Regions from separate parts of the Mus musculus genome. Here regions 1 and 2 are each linked to region 3. Evidence: chromatin contacts called from public promoter capture Hi-C data. All regions are on one chromosome and are shown on one strand. Each heading gives the region's core, a stretch centred on a gene start, on an enhancer-like site or on the middle of the called end of the contact. The rest is flanking DNA. Distances are from core to core; before and after follow the strand shown. Region 1 has its middle 14 kb from the start of Gm30193. Region 2 has its middle 34 kb from the start of Gm30193. Region 3 holds the start of Krr1 (KRR1, small subunit (SSU) processome component, homolog (yeast)).

Region 1 (3,107 bases), core at 442-2,941, 410 kb before region 3:
ACAGTAAGGACTGAGCAATACTCGTTACTCCGTAGACCCTCCCAAAGGTAACTTATTTAAGGCTACTTGGTAGTGTCTTCCTCTCAAGGTATGGCCTGAGTGTTGTCTAGCCGACTTGGAAGGAGGCCAGGATTCCTCACATTCTGTGTCTGACCTCTACATGGTCCCTTTGGTTTCGCTAGTGTCTATTTTTATGGTGGTTCACATTTCCATTCACAACGGAACACACATCCCTAGCTTTCTACTGACAGGTTGTTTTTAACAGCTGTCTCCCGCCTCTTGCTCATGCAAATAAAGATTCGTTTTTTTCACACAGGGCACTTGCCAGACAAAGTGCCCCCCACCCTCACCCCACAATGCATCTGTGCTATGATGATCCTTAGTAGAGAGGGCAGGTTTGTTTGTTTGTTTTTATCTTCAAAAGGAACATATTTTGACAAGCTTAGTTAATCTCTGAGCTCACCCTGTCTCCTTGAAGGGATGAGTCCTTGAATTTGGTCACACTTCATTAAAGGGCCCCTTGGCATAGGCCAGCGGTTCTCAATCTGTGGGTTGGGACCCCTTTGGCAAACCTCTATCTTCCCAAATATTTGCATTATGATTCATAACAGTAGCGGAATTACGGTTGTGAAGTAGCAGTGAAATAATTTTATGGCCGGGGTCACTCGGAGCAGCAGGAGGAACTGTATTAAAGGGTCGTGGCATCAGAAAGGTTGAGAACCACTGGCTTAGCCGATTCCTGCCTTCCATCTGTGGCTTTGTACTTGGCAGGAACCAGGTGTGTCCAGCAAACATACCTGCCTTAGAGGCCTGTGCCCTCTGAAGTGCCGCCCCGGAATGACACTTCAAAGAGACCACACTGCAGCTGTCACCTGGCTATCTAGGGGAGGTGAGAGAGTTAATAGGCAACCATGAACCCCCCCACCCCCACCCCCCCCCTCCCGGCCCTCCCACCTCCAACGGACACCTGGGACTCCTGGAACCTTTTTCTCTGCTATAGAGAAATTGAACGCTCAGTATTGTTCCTAATTTGCCCCAGCGGGAGTTCTGAGCCTCAAGTCTTTAGATAAGGAGCAACGTACATATCTCTCTAACAATAAAAGGAATAAAAGTACCTTGGCTTTCTTCTTTGAATAAGAATTATTGAGTATTTGCAACTACTCTTAGCAGGAGTTTAATTATGGGACTTTTTTTTTTTTTTTTAAAGTAGAGTCTTTTTAACGTGTGAGCCTTTTTCTGAGCATTACAATGGTTCACATGCAAATTAGCCAATTCCCCTCCTGGCTGTGTTTGGGATGCACTCAATTACTGTTTTACATTGTCCTTGGGCATCCGGCACTCTGGGTACGGGGTGGGAAATTAAAGTCTATTTATAAGTTGCTGCCATATGGATGTAGATTAGATCTCAGAGAGGACTTCCTGGTTATGATGTTATTAAGTGAGTTGCTGGCGGAGTTATTTTGAAGACTTCCTGCCAGTTCTATCGTGCCCTTGTCCGTATAAAAACCAAGCCACCATCCACTTCTCATAGAGCAAGCTGAGTGTCCAGCTTCCCCGGAGATAATAAAACATCAAAGCCAAGAGAAAGAGGTTTGAAGTGAGTGGCCAGGGAAACCCAGGTTCTGAGAGATTCTCCTTGAGGAGCCTGGACCCTTTGAAGCCCAGGGCAGCAGGCCATTGTGCCTCCGCTCATTGACAGGACATGAGTTTTGTCTGGAGTAGCGTTCTCTGCTCTCCTGTTCCTCTCAGCTTTCCTTATTATGTGTGTATGTGTGTACAGGTGTGTGCACACGTGTTCATGTGTGTGCTGATGCATGCACGTGTATCCTCCTTCAGGTTTCTCCCACCTTTTGGGTTTTCTTCAGATAGGATCATTCATTGGCCAAGGGTTTGCCTAGCAGGCTAGCAAGATGGGCGAGGCAGCCAGCCCCAGAGATCTGCAGACCTCTGTCTTCCCGGTGCCGAGAAGACAAGCGGGTGCCATCACTTGGGCTCTGAAGATGGAACTCAGAGCCTTCTGCTTGAAGGGAAAGTGCTTTTACTAAACAGAGTGGCATTTGCAGCCCCGGGTGTGAAGATCTCTTAGTGTTCCAGGCTGGGTTTTCTTAGCTGTCAAACGAGAATAACAATATCCTTCTATCTGAGTCTTTCTCTTTTTAAGGGTTTTCATGTGCATTGGTGTTTGCCTGCATTTATGTCTGTAAGAAGGTGCCAGGTCCTCTGGAACTGGAGTTACAGACCGTTGTGAGCTGCCATGTGGGTGCTGGGTGTTGAACCCAAATCCTCTGGAAGAATAGCCAGTGCTCTTAACCACTGAGCAACCCTACCACTTAGTCTTGAATAACCATATTTCTAGGGGGAAAGTGTGGACTAGTGTCCCTTTTTTGGATCCTCAGCAGCTTTAAGTAAATTATTAGGATGCTTTTTCAACTGTGGCCTTAGAAATGATTTGTGGACCCAATTTAGTTGTTATCAACTAGCCTTAGAAGAAAAAAAATCAATGCAAAAGGCAAGTATTAAGGAGAGTATGGTTCTATAAAACAAAGACTTCTATTATAGACATGAATGTTTATTAACTATGTATATACATGTATCTCCATATGAATATATTGGATCACGGTATGGTGTATTTTGTTTTGAGCATAGTCTGAAGCATACAAAAGAGGGTTTGGATGTGTGGTTCCATGATAGAGCCGTTTCCTAGAAAGTGTGAGACTCTGGGCTTGGTCCTCAGCATCTTTAGTGAGCGTGAGGTGAGCTGGGTTGGTGACTAAAGCTCTGTAACTGCCATGCCTAAGGGGCCATCTTTCTAAGTCATCTAGCCCTTTAAAAATGTGGTGGGAGAAGTGATAAATGCAACCATCAGGGCAGAGAGGAGCCGTGTGTGTGATTGACAGAGCACGTAAGATGGAAACTATCAGGAATAGCATGAAAGTTATAAAGGCTCATTCTGACCTGGGGGAGGTGGCTCAGAGGTTAAGAACCCAGGCCTCTTTGGCAGAGACCTGAGTTTAGTTCCCAGCATACACGTTAAGTGACTCTTAACTACCTGTAGCTCCAGCTACAGGGGGATCTGATAACCTTTCCTTACTGCAAGGGCACCTGCA
Region 2 (3,163 bases), core at 122-2,621, 430 kb before region 3:
TGTTCATGTAAGCGTCCTGTAATATAACACACTTATCCTAGAAAATTGCAAAGTTGTCTTGTATTCCTATCTCCTAAATTCGGCAAAGTTAGATATAATCATGGGAGTTAGGGGATTGAAGGGAGGAGAGTGGCTGAACCAGAGGTAGGACGCAGGAGGTGGAAAGAGATGAGGCAGGAGAGGTCTACAGGGGTGGAGTGAATGTGGAGGGGGTTTTAGGCCACTGTAAGAACGTGAGGACCAGTGGGACCACTCAATGGTTAAATAAAGATGCTTCCCACCAAGTCCAATGACCTGGGTTCGATCCTTACAACCCATGTGATAGAAAGAAAGAGCTAATTCTGGCAGGTTACCTCATGACCTCTACATGTATGCTGGGGCACATGCACAGACATATAAAACTTAAAAAAGGACCTTTCATTTTTTTTTTTTTCTCCAGCTGACATTCCTGGAGAGTTTGAGCTGAAAGTGTTTTGAAGTTTGGAAGCACCGGTAAGTCTGCTGTTTTGTATGAAGGACGACAGGCACGGAAGCAGGAAGATCAGGTGGGAGGTTATTGCAACCATTCATTTACAAGAGAGATGGATGGTGGGGGGCTAAGATATGATGGTCAAGGTATGGTCTAAATGGACACCCAAGGCATTTTCTGGAGGGCTGGGTGTGTGCCATTAAACAGAGTTGAGTTTGGAGAAGGTGGAATTGCCGTTCAATGAAGTGGGGGAGTGGGGCATTGCTTTTTATTTGGTAGTGGTGGGAGAGTAAGGGAGGAGGCATAGGTTGTTACATTTGACACAAGTCAGAGGCATTTAATAGCTAACTGGAAACATTAAGTTGGGATTTATGTTTGTGTGTGTGTGTTTCCCAAGTAGAAAAACCAAGAATTGCATCATTGTATCAGAGCAGAAAAGGAGATGGTAGAAAGGTTGAGGAATGGCAGTTAAGACTAGAGAAAGTAAGGTTTTTTATCCAGCACTGGATAAAAAGGACCGAGGACTGGGGCTATTCTAGGCGACAATGACAGGCAGTTGTCTGCAATTGTTGATCTCTTCTTTGAAGGCAGACAGGTCCCCCAGAGCCCTCAATGTGTAGAAGAGCTGAGCTGGATATTTCTCTCCAGGCTCTCAAGGGTTAAGGCTGGCTGAGTCACTCTGTTGCCACCTCTCCAATTCCCCTTTGTTAGTCTAGCATGGTGTGGCCAGGTTAAGCTGGGCCTCATAAAACGAGGCCCCTGTGGGAGCTACATTTGCTCCAGATGACCTCAGAAGAAAATGCAGCCCTCCCACAGAGGACTGAAATAAATACTTATCCTTGTGTTACCGTGCACAATGGCCGCCATTGGCTTGGGACTGTGATGTCAGTGAAGCCTATCCTGCCTGAGGCTGCTCAGCATAGCCTGCCAGGCCCAGGAGCTGAGCCTTTCCTCAGGGTTTGAACAGACTCTTAGTTCTTCCACTCAGGAGTTCAGCTGGCAGGATGTTAGCATCTGTGCCGCCCACTGCAGCCTGGCTTCTCCTCAAGGCACTTTCGAATTCTCCCACAGTTTCCTTCTTGAATTCATTTCCTGTCGGCTTCTGTGTTCTTGCCTCCCGTTCCTCTGTAGGTTCCATGTGGGCTGTTCCGCTCCTTGGTCATCTCTTGCTGAGCTACTTCCCTTATTGCTCCACCCACTTCATTTCTTACGATTTGTTCTATGATGAAATTTGTTCTGCATTTTAGCCTGACTCTTATTGCCAAAGCTCAGAATGGGTTGCTGTTCGCTCTTGGTGGGTTTTTGATTTCATGCAGGAAGCGATTGTATACATTCCTAATAATGAATCCTAGTTGGGACAAGTTGTGGCGCCTGTCTGTGTTGTCTGTGACCTCCGGTGGAGTGAGACACCATTAGTGTTTTGGTCGAGATTACCAAATGTTCTTCAGGACTTTCCCATTGGTGTTGGTTTGGAATGAGATCACGTGATCCAGCAATCGGATGTTGTAAGAGGCCTATAGGGTTCAAGTCACTTGGTGCAGGTTCTGTCATAATTCTGGGTCAGACAGTAGCCTCTTCTTTATGCCTATCACTATGGATTTCTTTAGCATGTTCCCCACCCCACCCCCCACCCCTGAGTGCCTGGTGAAGGGCCAGCTCTACTCTTTATTTCCTGATGTCTCAGTGATTGGCCCTTTTCTGATGTGTGATATGGGTAAATCTCCTTGCAAAGATGTGCAGTGCCCAGCCTTAGCTGCTCAGATGTGAATACAAGGCATCCCGAAACGCCAAAGGTTCCGCACAGCGTCATGCTCTAAGGAGCATGCGCTGATGCGGAGCATGCGCTTATGCTTGGGAATGCTAGGGTGATTGTCACAACCCTAATGCCTTTAAGGGGCCACTGTGAGGATTGTTTGTTAAAATTCTGGCGGAAGATGGGATGATCGTCTTGACTACAGTTCACAACAGAAGGTCAGAAGATGAATTGTAAGTGAGGCCCAGAATTCAATTGGCCCCTCTCAATGTGTGCTTGATGAGGTGTTTCGGTTGGAGCTTTTACTGGTCAAGCTTGAAAAGTCAATCTGTTCTCAAAGGTCACATTTCCCATATCGGGGAGCAAGGAAATAGGCTAGAAGCTGCTAGAATGTTTGTTGCTGTAGCTTCCCTTCTTTCTTATACAAGGGAAAGAAATAAAAAGATGTAGAGATGACACATGGGAACAAGACTTCTGTATTTTTCCCATCTGCAGTCTACTACGATTATTATGTACTCAGACACAAGGAAGAGGGACAGGAATTGATGTGACAACAAATATACAAGCCCATGGCTGCCAGATCTGCACCCAGTCCCTGGGGCCCACAGTGTGTAGTTAAAAGCTTGGAATTTGAAGGTGAATAGCCCTGGCTTCAATTCTGGTTTCTTCACTAATTAGCCTGATTCGTGGCAAGTTATATAAGCTAACTCATGATTGTTCATCTATTAGGAGCAATATCAAAATATTATTTCTCTAATATGATTACTGTGAGATTAGAAGAACTGATGCCTATTAAAAAAAAACAACAACAACTTAGCAGGAAACCTGGTGTCTGAGAAGAAATAAATAGGTAATAGTTACTTAGAAACATTTTTTTTTTTTTGAGCCAGGGTCTCATGTATCCCAGTTGTCCCGAACTCAATATGTAGCAGAAGGTGACC
Region 3 (3,224 bases), core at 162-2,661:
TGAAGTGAGGCCAACAGCCTCTTTCCAGTGAAAGGAACCCAGACCCACACACCCATGTGTGAAAAGCACTCTTTGAAAGAAGCTCGAAGCTCATAACCATTCAAACATAATACTAACTACATTTGATTCTCAAAGAGACTGGAATGGGTGCACCATTATGAGGCATCAGTTTGCATACAGAGAATTTCCCTTAAAATTTGTTCAAAACATAGTCGAATCCAGTGGTTACCAACCTTCCTAATGCTGCAACTCTTCAGTATAGTTCTGCATGTTTCTGTGATCCCTGAACCACAAAATCATTTCGTTATTACGTCCAACTTTGCTACTGTTATGAATTATAATGTCTATATACATGTGCGTTCTGATGGTCTTAGACGACCCCTGTGAAAGGTAGTTTGACCCTCTAAGGAGTCACAATCCACAGGTTGAAAACCACCGATCTAAGCACCTGAAGTATTGTTCTCAGTTTTACTAGGCATATGCGGGTACTCCTCTTTCCTTTATCTGGCTTATTGACCCATGTGCTTATTAAATATTTCCTGGAGGTTGGGGAGAGCATGGTCCAGAAGGAGAGGTCCTAGTGTGTTTTCAGACCCTGGTTACATCTCTTCACATCTTAGCATCTAATTTAGTGAATATATTTTTGTGCTAATATTTTTTTGCTGTTTTTACTGACTATATTCTAAGCCTTTTAAAGCTATGATGTAAGAATAATAAACAATAAAGTTTTGGTAATAGCTCCCTCCAGCCCCCACCAAAAAACCCCAAACATTTGAATGCTGAAGACCGGTGTGGTGGTACACACCTTTAATCCCAGATTCTGGAGTCATAAGCAGGAAGATCACTATGACGTTGAGGCCAGCCAGGTCTACATAGCATGTTCCAGGCTAGTGAAGGATACACAGTGGCCTCGATTCATAAACCCAAAATAAACAAAACAAGCAAGCAAACAAATAAATAAAAATAGAACAGAAAAGTCTTTTAAAACCAATCTGGAAGTTGAGAGATTTAAAATGCAAAACTCATGGTAGGTTTTCAAATGGGCTAAAGAGTGGTAGCAAAGTTTGGGTAGATTTTTGATACAATTCGCCATTTTCATTAGATTTCTAATCCCCCTCAAATAAGAATTTTAATAATTTCCCCTCCCTTCTCTCCCTCACCCTCACCCACCTCTCTTCTCTCTCCTCTCCTTCGCTCCCTTTCTCTCCCTTTCCTTCCCTTCCCCTCTCAAAAAAGAAGTTCCCACAGGGCTATACAAGTAGCTACAATTTAGAGCTTGATACAAGAAAACTACCATTCCCAGCGTGCAACACCGAGGTTGCAATGCATCCTGGGAAGGAAGTGTCACGCTCCCCCCCGTCCCCGCCCCATCGGCTTCCTGTTCGTCAGAGCAGAGACCACGCAGGTCTCATAGGGATTATCCGGAACTCGTTTTGCCTTTTACACATTGTAGCCGGCGGGATCTTAAAGAACAGTTCCACTTCCGGGGCCGCCGGAAGCAGTTTTGCGATGGCAACTTCTGCGGAGGCGCCTGCCAAAGAAGCTCAAAAACGTGACTCTCAGCCGCAGAAACAGAAGCGTGAGACCCAAGGTGAGGCAGTGCGAGACCCGAAGCCCGGAGCTGGCGGATCTCGAAGCATCTTTGTCTCTTTCTTTGGCCGCGCACTTGGGTTGAGCCTCTTTTAGGCTGTGCAGTGCCTGCGGTAGCCGGGGTAGCCGAGGGTTGCGGGTGTTGATGGCTGCGCCGGCCACGTGCAGCTAACGCAGTGTTTTTGCCAGCGACCGTCCCTGGCAAGTGTACCCGATGCGCCTTCTGTCCCCGGTAAAAGTGTGAGGACTCAGAGATTGTGGAAGGCGCGGCAGTTCTGCCTTGAGCTTTGGGGAGGGGAGGTTGAGAGGATGCGGATCAGGATCAGGTGGGAGAATCTTCGTGTCCTGCGAGCGCCGATGGTGATGAGGGAGGCGGACGGGGAAAGGTGGGGACGGAGCTCAATGGGAAGTTTTGTCAGAACTTTTATCTGATTATTAAGTTGCTAAATGACACAGCTCTCAGTCTTTAGCTCTAACCCCTAGTTTGATTTTTGGCTGCTCTAGTTTGATTGCTTCTTTCCGTTTTGATGAGAGTTTGGTTTTTACCTACCTTCAATTTAAAAAGAAAAATTTTTTTCTTTTAAAAACTAAGTACGTAAAATACGGCAGGGACTATAGACACCGGTAAAAGCTTCAAACCAACGCTTGAGGAATTGACAGGATGAGTAGACCATCTTCCTCAAGTTATCCATGTGCCAATCACAGATGCTATATAGCTTCCTTTCTGGTACCCGGAGTAATTCGTTCGAGCTTTCTGTCACCTATCTACAGCTATTATGATTTTTAACAAAACGCTTCGATTTTTGTCTCCTTTTGAATCATAGGAGAATGAATGGAGCTGTGTACTCTATGTATGTTGTCTGTGTCTTTAGCTTCTGATTCTTTACGATGCTGTGTAATATTTAAATTCCGTCGTTGGCGGACATTTGAGCTCTGCCTTCAGCTTGCTCTTGTAAGCACCTTTGTGCATGTCTTCTGGTAATGCCTCAGGGTCTCTGTAGGAATTTAGGATTGGAAACTCAATTGCAGGGTATCTTCAAGTTATGCTAATGCTACCGGAAGGAGCTGTGCCAGGTTTTTTTCTGTTTTAGGAAAGGTTTGTTTACGTTCAAAGCGTGAGGGTATAGTCAACCATGGAGGGGAAACTGGGCCAGCACAACTCTAATAGTTGAGATTGCTCATCGATCTAAATTTACAGTGATTTTTTTTGTTGTTGTTGTGTTTTGATTTTGAGGTCCTGGATGTACTTATATAGCTAGACTTTCACCCTAACCTAATAAGCAAGTGATATTCTTGGTCCTAAGTGGCCTTAGTTCCCTTCCCTTTCCTCTACTAGGGTTCACACATTCTGTCTTAGGAAGGTTTAACCCTGGGCCTGAGTTTGCTTGCTTGCTTTTTGTTTTGTTTTGTTTTGTTTTGTTTTTGTTTTTGTTTTTTTTTTTTTTTTGTTTTTCGAGACAGGGTTTCTCTGTGTAGCCCTGGCTGTCCTGGAACTCACTTTGTAGACCAGGCTGGCCTCGAACTCAGAAATCCACCTGCCTCTGCCTCCCAAGTGCTGGGATTAGAGGCGTGTGCCACAACCGCCCATGTTCCCAGTTTTTATAGGATTTTAGTTTGCAGTTTTTAAAAAGAAG

What was found. Promoter capture Hi-C pulls out the DNA fragments that hold promoters and counts their contacts.
Region 1: a contact with region 3 is called in a promoter capture Hi-C map of the HPC-7 cell line. The contact joins the enhancer-like site here to the promoter of Krr1 in region 3. A contact is called at or near these places in 4 of 39 promoter capture datasets (the HPC-7 cell line, cranial neural crest, embryonic stem cells and 1 more), 1 of 15 datasets of contacts at CTCF or cohesin (the NIH/3T3 cell line), 8 of 115 datasets of contacts at active chromatin or transcription factors (bone marrow-derived macrophages, embryonic stem cells, microglia and 2 more) and 1 of 9 other capture datasets (adipose tissue).
Region 2: a contact with region 3 is called in a promoter capture Hi-C map of embryonic stem cells. The contact joins the enhancer-like site here to the promoter of Krr1 in region 3. A contact is called at or near these places in 5 of 39 promoter capture datasets (the HPC-7 cell line, cranial neural crest, embryonic stem cells and 2 more), 1 of 484 Hi-C or Micro-C datasets (bone marrow-derived macrophages), 13 of 115 datasets of contacts at active chromatin or transcription factors (bone marrow-derived macrophages, embryonic basal ganglia, embryonic forebrain and 6 more) and 2 of 9 other capture datasets (embryonic stem cells and liver).

Annotation. Positions count from the first base shown.
Region 1 is chr10:111,558,695-111,561,801 of GRCm38.p6, forward strand. No RefSeq gene overlaps it. Among named protein-coding and RNA genes, the nearest start is that of Gm30193, 14 kb to the right of the region's middle. Within about 2 kb of position 1,692, at least 29 of the 459 cell types and tissues checked have an H3K27ac peak or open chromatin away from gene starts, as enhancers often do. A contact at or near this core is called in the HPC-7 cell line, where this site is marked.
Region 2 is chr10:111,538,595-111,541,757 of GRCm38.p6, forward strand. No RefSeq gene overlaps it. Among named protein-coding and RNA genes, the nearest start is that of Gm30193, 34 kb to the right of the region's middle. Within about 2 kb of position 1,372, at least 212 of the 459 cell types and tissues checked have an H3K27ac peak or open chromatin away from gene starts, as enhancers often do. A contact at or near this core is called in the HPC-7 cell line, bone marrow-derived macrophages, embryonic stem cells and 4 more, where this site is marked.
Region 3 is chr10:111,971,284-111,974,507 of GRCm38.p6, forward strand. Krr1 (KRR1, small subunit (SSU) processome component, homolog (yeast)) reads left to right here and starts at 1,412. Exons shown (of 10, transcript NM_178610.4): 1 at 1,412-1,591. The coding sequence starts at 1,510.